Linked DNA regions of Mus musculus: region 1 is linked to region 2. The links are chromatin contacts, called in public Hi-C maps. All regions are on one chromosome and are shown on one strand. Each heading gives the region's core, a stretch centred on a gene start, on an enhancer-like site or on the middle of the called end of the contact. The rest is flanking DNA. Distances are from core to core; before and after follow the strand shown. Region 1 has its middle 18 kb from the start of Gm26578. Region 2 has its middle 160 kb from the start of 7420700N18Rik.

Evidence for each region. A called contact is a pair of places that touch in the nucleus more often than the background predicts.
Region 1: a contact with region 2 is called in a Hi-C map of liver, with 2.6 times the contacts expected there. The contact joins two enhancer-like sites. A contact is called at or near these places in 3 of 484 Hi-C or Micro-C datasets (liver, nephron progenitors and pancreatic cancer cells) and 1 of 115 datasets of contacts at active chromatin or transcription factors (embryonic limb bud).

What each region holds. Positions count from the first base shown.
Region 1 is chr8:32,026,516-32,030,176 of GRCm38.p6, reverse strand. It overlaps a transcript of Nrg1 not described here. Among named protein-coding and RNA genes, the nearest start is that of Gm26578, 18 kb to the right of the region's middle. Within about 2 kb of position 1,881, at least 5 of the 459 cell types and tissues checked have an H3K27ac peak or open chromatin away from gene starts, as enhancers often do. A contact at or near this core is called in liver, where this site is marked.
Region 2 is chr8:31,523,194-31,527,212 of GRCm38.p6, reverse strand. No RefSeq gene overlaps it. Among named protein-coding and RNA genes, the nearest start is that of 7420700N18Rik, 160 kb to the right of the region's middle. Within about 2 kb of position 1,647, at least 25 of the 459 cell types and tissues checked have an H3K27ac peak or open chromatin away from gene starts, as enhancers often do. A contact at or near this core is called in liver, where this site is marked.

The DNA.
Region 1 (3,661 bases), core at 632-3,131, 500 kb before region 2:
ACAATGTGAATTGGCAAGGCTATGGAAAAGGAAAAACCCTTTTTTATCTTTCATCAGAGTGTGAACTGGTTACCTGCTGTAGAAATCAGTGCGTGGATTCCTCAGAAGGTTAGGAGTCGTTCCAGATATTCCATTCCCAACTCTGTACCTGGAGGACTGTACATCCTCCTACAGAGATGCTTGTGCATCCACGTTCATTGCTGCCCTCTTCACAGCAGCAAGGAAATGAATCTGGTTAGATATGTGCCAACTGACCAATGAATAAAAAGAATATGGTACAGAGAGTATAATTCTAGTAAGTTGTAAAGAGAAATTAAATTATAAAACTTATCAGTCAACGGATAAACTTAGGGAAAGAAACCAACATTTTTCCTGAGTGAGATGAACTAGGACCAGAGAGGCAAAAGCTACACATTTCCCCCTCCTATGTGGTCCTAGTTGCAAATCTCAAACACTGTGTGGCCACCCTGGCAGACCTGCAGAAGCCAGAAAAAGAAGAGTCTATTAATGGTCCATTGAATGAGGAGGAAATAGTAGAAGATAGTTCATATAAATAGGGGAATAGATAAGTTTAGGCAGGGAAGGGGTGGGGCAGGGGGTGGGGTATAGAATATGAGGGATGTGGGAAAAGAAATTTAACCAAATTGAAACATACGAAAGAGGCACATGGAAACCTGCTATCTTGTAACTCAACTAAAAATGTCCACATGTACCTATGTGTGTGTGTGTATATATATATATATATATACACACACACACATATATATACATATATATATACATATATATGTATGTATGCATACATGCACATATATGCATGCATATACATATACTTTTAAAGTATCTATTTGCATACTTGTGTACATTCATATATAAAACCTATATATGAATATATATCCATACCTACATTATTTAAACTTTAGTCTCAGTGGCACATGTTATTGACTCCCAAACAGATGTCTTCCCCCCATCTTTTTCCCAAGTAGCAGACAGTGTCCAGTTGTCACCTGTATTTGTACCCAAAGGCATCACATTTCGGATACGTTGATGTACCATGTTTGATTTCCATCTCTTCCCCACACTTTCCTGCAAAATCCACTCTTCACAAATTAGTCCGCTTCGACAAACACAGTGCCCTTCACCCAGTTACTCAGATAAAAATCCAAGTCTTCCTTTCTTGTTGATTATAAAGTCTCACGTGCAAGTCTTCCTCAGCATCATTTGCTGGTGGATCCACTTCTAGACTACACGCATGACCCAAACACACCCCCGAGACCTCAACTCTCACACAGCCTCAGTTCCTGCATTCTTCTCTATGTGATGCGTACTTTTCTCTTTCGTTCTTTTTAAAATTTATTTTTATGTTCATGGCTGTGTTGCCTGCATGTATGTCTGTGTGAGGATGTCAGAGACCTGGAACTGACATTACAAACAGGTGTGAGCTGGGAACTGAACCCTGTGCTCTAGAAGAACTGATGTTCTTAGCCGCCAAGTCATCTCTCCTGCCCATCTTGCTTTTTTCTTAGAAAAAAAAAATCACAAATAGATTTTAATCATATTCTTATCCCTTTCTCAGTATCTCCTAGAACCTTTCTACTTCTCTCTCCACCCAAATTCATATTCTTTTTTTTCTCTTTCTTGAAAAAAAAATCAAACCAAAAGGACAAAAAAAGACCAAAAAAAAAAAAAAAAAAAAAAAACAAAAGAAACAAACATACCAAAAATAACCCCTCCCCAAAACAAACAAACGACAAAATCACAAATCAAAACAACAAAACAAGCACACAAAAACCCCCCGGAATCTGTTTTGTATTGGCCAACCCCTGGCAAACATTGGGCGGGCCTGGATCTCAGGCTGGGTTGATTGACCAAGTGTCTGAACGGCACTTTCTCTTTCTACAACTGCCTTAGGCTCATTTCTGTGCTGGGAACTGTGTTTGTGGTTCTCACTGCCTCGGATCATCGTTGTTTCTGTTATAGCACCATTTGCTCCTTTAAGTGTTCTCTTCAGGGAAGCCTGTCCTGACCACACTGTTACTCTCTGCCCTCTTTCTCTGTTCTGGGTTTCACTCCTGACTGCTTGCAAGTACTGCCTTCAGGTTTGCGTTTAATTTATTGTCTGAACACAGGTTTTAGAACTCAATGTTTTGGGACCCTTACGGCTATGGCCGTAAGAACGTATGGCAAGCATTGAGTGTGTGAACAACCCGTGCGACTGAGCTTGGAGATGTGCTTTCTTTAACAACTTCCTGAGTCCAAATCACCGTTCGCTAACACATGCGTGTTTCGTAATCATTTCAGAAGCTAGAGGTTTTAAAGCCTGCATTTAACGACAGCCACTCTACTCAGGGTTGTAATGCCAGGCTTATCCCAGAGCTGCTCTTCTCTTCCCAGCCCCTAACTTGTAGAACATATTAATATAGGAGTTGCCAGTTGCTAGCATATTTAAGAAGTTTTGGTTCTTGTCGTATATTGAATCTACACAGAACTACAAGCTGTGGCTTAAATTCATTCCATGACAGGCTCCTGTATAAACTCTCACTGGACTCTTTGTCATTGAGAATTCTAGTTTTAGGTAAGACCGCCACTTCTGCTAAGAAGGACCCTCCCAGAACCCTCAGGACACAGGAACCGAGGAGCGTCCTGGGACAGGAGCCTTCCGGTTTCCCTCTGGCGCCCGGAGCTGATCCTGTGCCACAGCGAGAATTCTAGTTTTGTGATTTGAGCTTAGTAATTTATTAAATAATTGGCCGAGGCTTAAGCACAACAACCACAGCTGTCCTATACAACATCACAAGGCATATATTTCTGTATACTTTTTAATGATCAATCTTTGCTTTCTAAATTGAAAGTCCGTTTGGCTGTCCTGTAGCTGGACTTTGATCCCTCAGAATCAATTTACATTCCTGTTTCTTCATTCCACTCTATCTATCACCATTCTACCCACAGAGGCATTTTTAAAAAAGTGATAATCAAATCTACAAATGTCATATCTGTATATAAGGAAGTGATTCCAGAATAGCTAGACACTTTATTTTAGTAATTATTCTCATATTCCAAGGACAAACGACCAATCAGTAATAATTGAGTATTTGGGGCTTCCCGGTTGTATCTGTGAAGTATAGTCAAAGTCAGTTGAAATGCAAGCAGCAAGAAAGGGAGGGAGAAAGGAACGGAGCAGTGGAGATGGAGTAGATCCTGTAATCTGCTGCCATGCTGACTTTTCTCAATTAAAGGGGATTACTGCCCCCTCCACCATCACTTAGAACTTCTAAGACCTTTATTGCTTTCTGTCTACTGAATGTTCACTTCTCCTCCTGTTTGTTTTCTCTTCTGAAAAGTTAATTAAATATTCATCAGCATGAGATGCGAGACTGCTTAATAATATGGTCCACAAAAGCAAAGTTTCATACTTTCCTCTGCTACCTATTTTCAGTGAAAGTAATAAGAGAATCTGATCCAGGTGGTGGCACATGCCTTTAATCTCAGCACTCCAAGGCAGAGGCAGGGGGATCTCTGAGTTCAAGGCTACACAGTAAAAGCCTGTATCAAAAAAAAAAAAAAAGACATTCATTTTCAAATATTACTGTAGCTTTGTAAATGATAATGTGTTTCAATATCCAAAAACTTCAGACTCTTTTAAAGGTGTTTCAAGTATTAC
Region 2 (4,019 bases), core at 398-2,897:
GGGATGTGACCAAGCAGTCAGAACGTGTTACACTGACTGACCCTTAGTGGTCTTTCAGACAGGACTCCTGGCCGTGTCAAGATGGATAGACTTGAGGACTTCTGTAAAGATGTCAAGCACCTCTATCTATTCCAGCTCTTTATGCTCAGGTTTCATTTGGAATCTTTAAGTCTCTTTACAAAAACATCTCTGGAATAGCCATCGAAAATGTTTCCATGTTCTCTGAATACTAGGGCAATCCAGTTTCCATTTTTGAGTCTGCCTCTTCCTGGCTTCACAAGGCATGAAGGAAACCTCCTTTCAGTTCTGCATATCAGCATGACCTCTTCAGTAACCAGGCAGGGAGCCTAGTTTTGACATTCTCACGGATCCATGCTTAAGACCAGAGGAAATCTCCTCCCAAGAGAATTACTGAGAAACCCATGACCATATCCAATTGTCTACATTCGTGTGTCACTAGTAGCAAGGACTAGCAGGCCTGCCCTGTGGCTGCTTGGTTTGTGATTATAGGAAATGCTAAGGATTCTGTGTAATTGGTGGTACCCTGTCCAGCTCTAAATTCACACAGAATTTGTTTCAGTCAAGAGCTGGGGAACAACAGAAATACTGGGAGAAGCAAACAGATCCCCAGCCAGAGAATCATCAATGGGAATTTTCCTTTTTGAACTACATTAGATTTTAAAATACATTCCTCTGAGTAAAAGGTCACTTAAAATCACAGTCCTGGAAGGGTATGCTAAATTTTTTAAGCACCGTTGTAATATGAAGCTGTCCTTTTGGGGTAACAAAGTTGAACTGTAAGCTCTTGGCCTCACATTTTTAAATTTAAAGACCAAGAGCATAGTTTTTAGTATCCCTCTGTAATTATTGGTTCTATTCAAAAACATATTTCTTGCCAGGCAGTGGTGGCGCACAGCTTTGATCCCAGCACTTTCGAAGCAGAGGCAGGCAGATTTCTGAGCTCAAGGTCAGCCTGGTCTACAGAGTGAGTTCCAGGACAGCCAGGACTACACAAAGAATCCCTGTCTCAAAGAAACAAACAAAACAAAACAACACATTTCTCACAAGATCTTTGTACATCATTAACTGGGAAAATACAGATGTGTGTGTGTGTGTGTGTGTGTGTGTGTGTGTGTGTGTGTGTGTGTGTGTGTGTGTGTGTGTAAGATTTTTAAGGTCTTAGCCCTCACTAATAGCTTATAGAACAGGTAGCTGAGACCTTGTGGATATTCCAACACTCATGAATCAAGCTAAAGAATGGACACATCAGTATTTGCTTGAATTTCTTTCATTTCTGGTTGGTACTTCCGAAGTACACTTCCATTTCATTCTGATGTTGTCAAAAACATATGAACCATTTTCAGCCAACACTTATTAAATATATAATGAATGATGTTTAATTCTTAAGTACATGATCAAGTGACTTACCTACCATAAAGTAACACATTAAACAGTCTAAATTCCCAGGAAACATTTTTTTAAAAAGTACATCTAGAAAGATAATCTTCACATAGCATATTTTTTTAAGTCTAATGTTCACCTTTACATCCTTTCTTCCACATTTTTCCCAGAACTGACAGAAGTCCATCACTGTGATTTCATCATACTCTGTGTCCAGCTTCCTCTCTCTCCAACCCTTCCCTCCCACTGGCTGCTGCAAGTCCTCACTGTACCACATGGATCTCAAGAGCCAACACACAGCTCGAGAGTCTAATCGAGTCTGTGCTACAATTTGAGTTTCCTCAGTTAGGATAGGAATGCCCAGAGGCCATGTGTCCCCTCAAGCTGGCCTCTCTTCCATGGAAGAACCAAAGAAGTGTCTGCTCTCGTTTCCCAGGGGTGTCCTATCAGGCACTGCTTAACTACTATATATCCGGAGATTTGTACTTTGCTGTTATACCATTCTCACCCAAAGGAGGACGGGAACTTTGACCACTCTTCCTGAGAATAATTAATGAGTGACCTACCAAGTTTGGAATGTACAATGCTGTGAATTGCAAAGAATGTGCCTCCCCTTGCCAGGGAGCAGCGGAAAGTAGGCAACTCACTCTTAAGAAAATATCTCTGATTGGCTATCTCTCTAATAATCACGAGTTCTGTTTTGGGTGTTAAGAACTGGTTTAAAATTCAATCCAAAGCAGAAATTCTATTTCAGTAGACAAACAAAGATACAGTCTGAGGCTGGGGTTGGGGGCAACCCTATCAGGTATTTACAAAACGTCTACATATCTTCCCTTACAGGCATGGTCTTTGGCAATAATTCTCCTTCTCTTGGTGATGTCCATGAGATTACATGACCCTGAATGAATCAATGGCCTGAAAGAATAACTCAGTAAGTTATTTTGAGATTAAATAAATCCAAGATGTCAGACATACAGCAGTGTGTCTAGCATAACAAAAATACCCACTAGTTTCTCTCCACTTGTGGCACTGTAGACATATTTAGTATGCCACTTAGAATTTCATATAAGCTTTGGGGGGAATGCGTTTAAATATTTGTGTTTTGGGGAGTGCTGTGAAAGAGCTTCCATGTAACCCCGATGCACAATAAACAAGAGCATGTGAAGATCATGTGATGATCAGGCCTAAGCTGTCTCATAGGTCACGTGGCTAATTATGAATTCTCCACAAGCCAGCTCACTGTTCTACTTTTCCTGGTCACAGAAGCTAGGTGTTAAAGCAAGTATGGGGCTCACACCTGAATAGCCATTGGGACTGGGGGAAAATTATTATTTCTATTATTCTTCTGCTGCTGGTACACATAAGAATCCAACCACACTGGGATAAGTCCTGGAAGGGATAAAAACACTCCATGAAACCATTCTACCAGCTTCTTTGACTTTTCTGTGTGCGTCCTCAGTAGGGTTGTGCCTTATTCTTGTGTGTTAGTGTGTTCACACATACATCTGCATGTGCAAGTGAAAGAAAAACCTCAGGCATTATTCCTCAAGCACCAGGCACATTGCTTTTAAAATGGCCTCTCTCACTGGCCTAGGATTCACATGGTAGACTCGAGTGGCTGGCCAACCAGTCCCAGGGACCACCGGTTTTCACCTTGCTAATGCTGGAATCCCAAGTCACCTTACTTGGCTATTTTACATGGGTACCAAGGTCTTTTTTTTTTTTTTTTTCTTGCTGAACCAATATATTACCAACTGGGCCATCTTCCCAGCTTCTGTGCTCTATCTGGATTAGGACTTTTCACATGGTTTTCTCTTTATGGCTAAACATTCTGACAAAATGATAGCATAGTGAAGGGACTATGTTAAGGTTGATGTGGATCTCTTTCTTTTTTTGGTGAGAGTCCAATGTACAGAGTCCTTTAGAAGAACTGCCCTCCCCATCCCACCCCCAAAAGAAGGAAAAGGAAAAAAACTATTCCTCACTCTTTTTTTTTTTTTTTTTTTTTTTTTTTTACAGTGGTGCACTAGGTAAGAATCAAACTTCATGTCTGGACTTTCCTTCTGAAATGGGAACACTGTGGTACAAAGTTCCAGAAGATTCTGCCAGAGCTCACAGAAGCTGCCTCCTACAGGAACAGGCAAAAACATTAAAAACCTTTGTTGTAGCCTCTCTCTGGCTTGGGTGTGGCCTTGTGACATGGCTCTACCTAATCCTTTCTAGGAGCCCAGGAGGAGAGGAATGCCCAGGAAAGACATCTCTTCACCTCAGAAAAGAAAGGTCAACTACAAGAAGTATGTGTCTTTCTTTTATTCAAAGACATTTATATGAATGCATAATCTAGTCATTTCAGAGCCAAAAATTAGCAAGCCTGAAAGCTGAAACCAATATCTTGAAGATGTCCCCACAGAGTGATAAGGGGAAACCCGGAGTCTTTTATGACTCCTTCGATGCTGATCTTCTGTTGAGTAAGCCCTGTACTTCCTTTCTCTTTGAGCTCCTTCAACTGAGATCTCCCTGCAGTATGAAGCATTTCATGATGTAACATTTCCAGCCAGATGCTAAAAACAAGCTTCAGTCAAAACTGATAATAACAGGGGAGGGGAGAGAAGAATGAT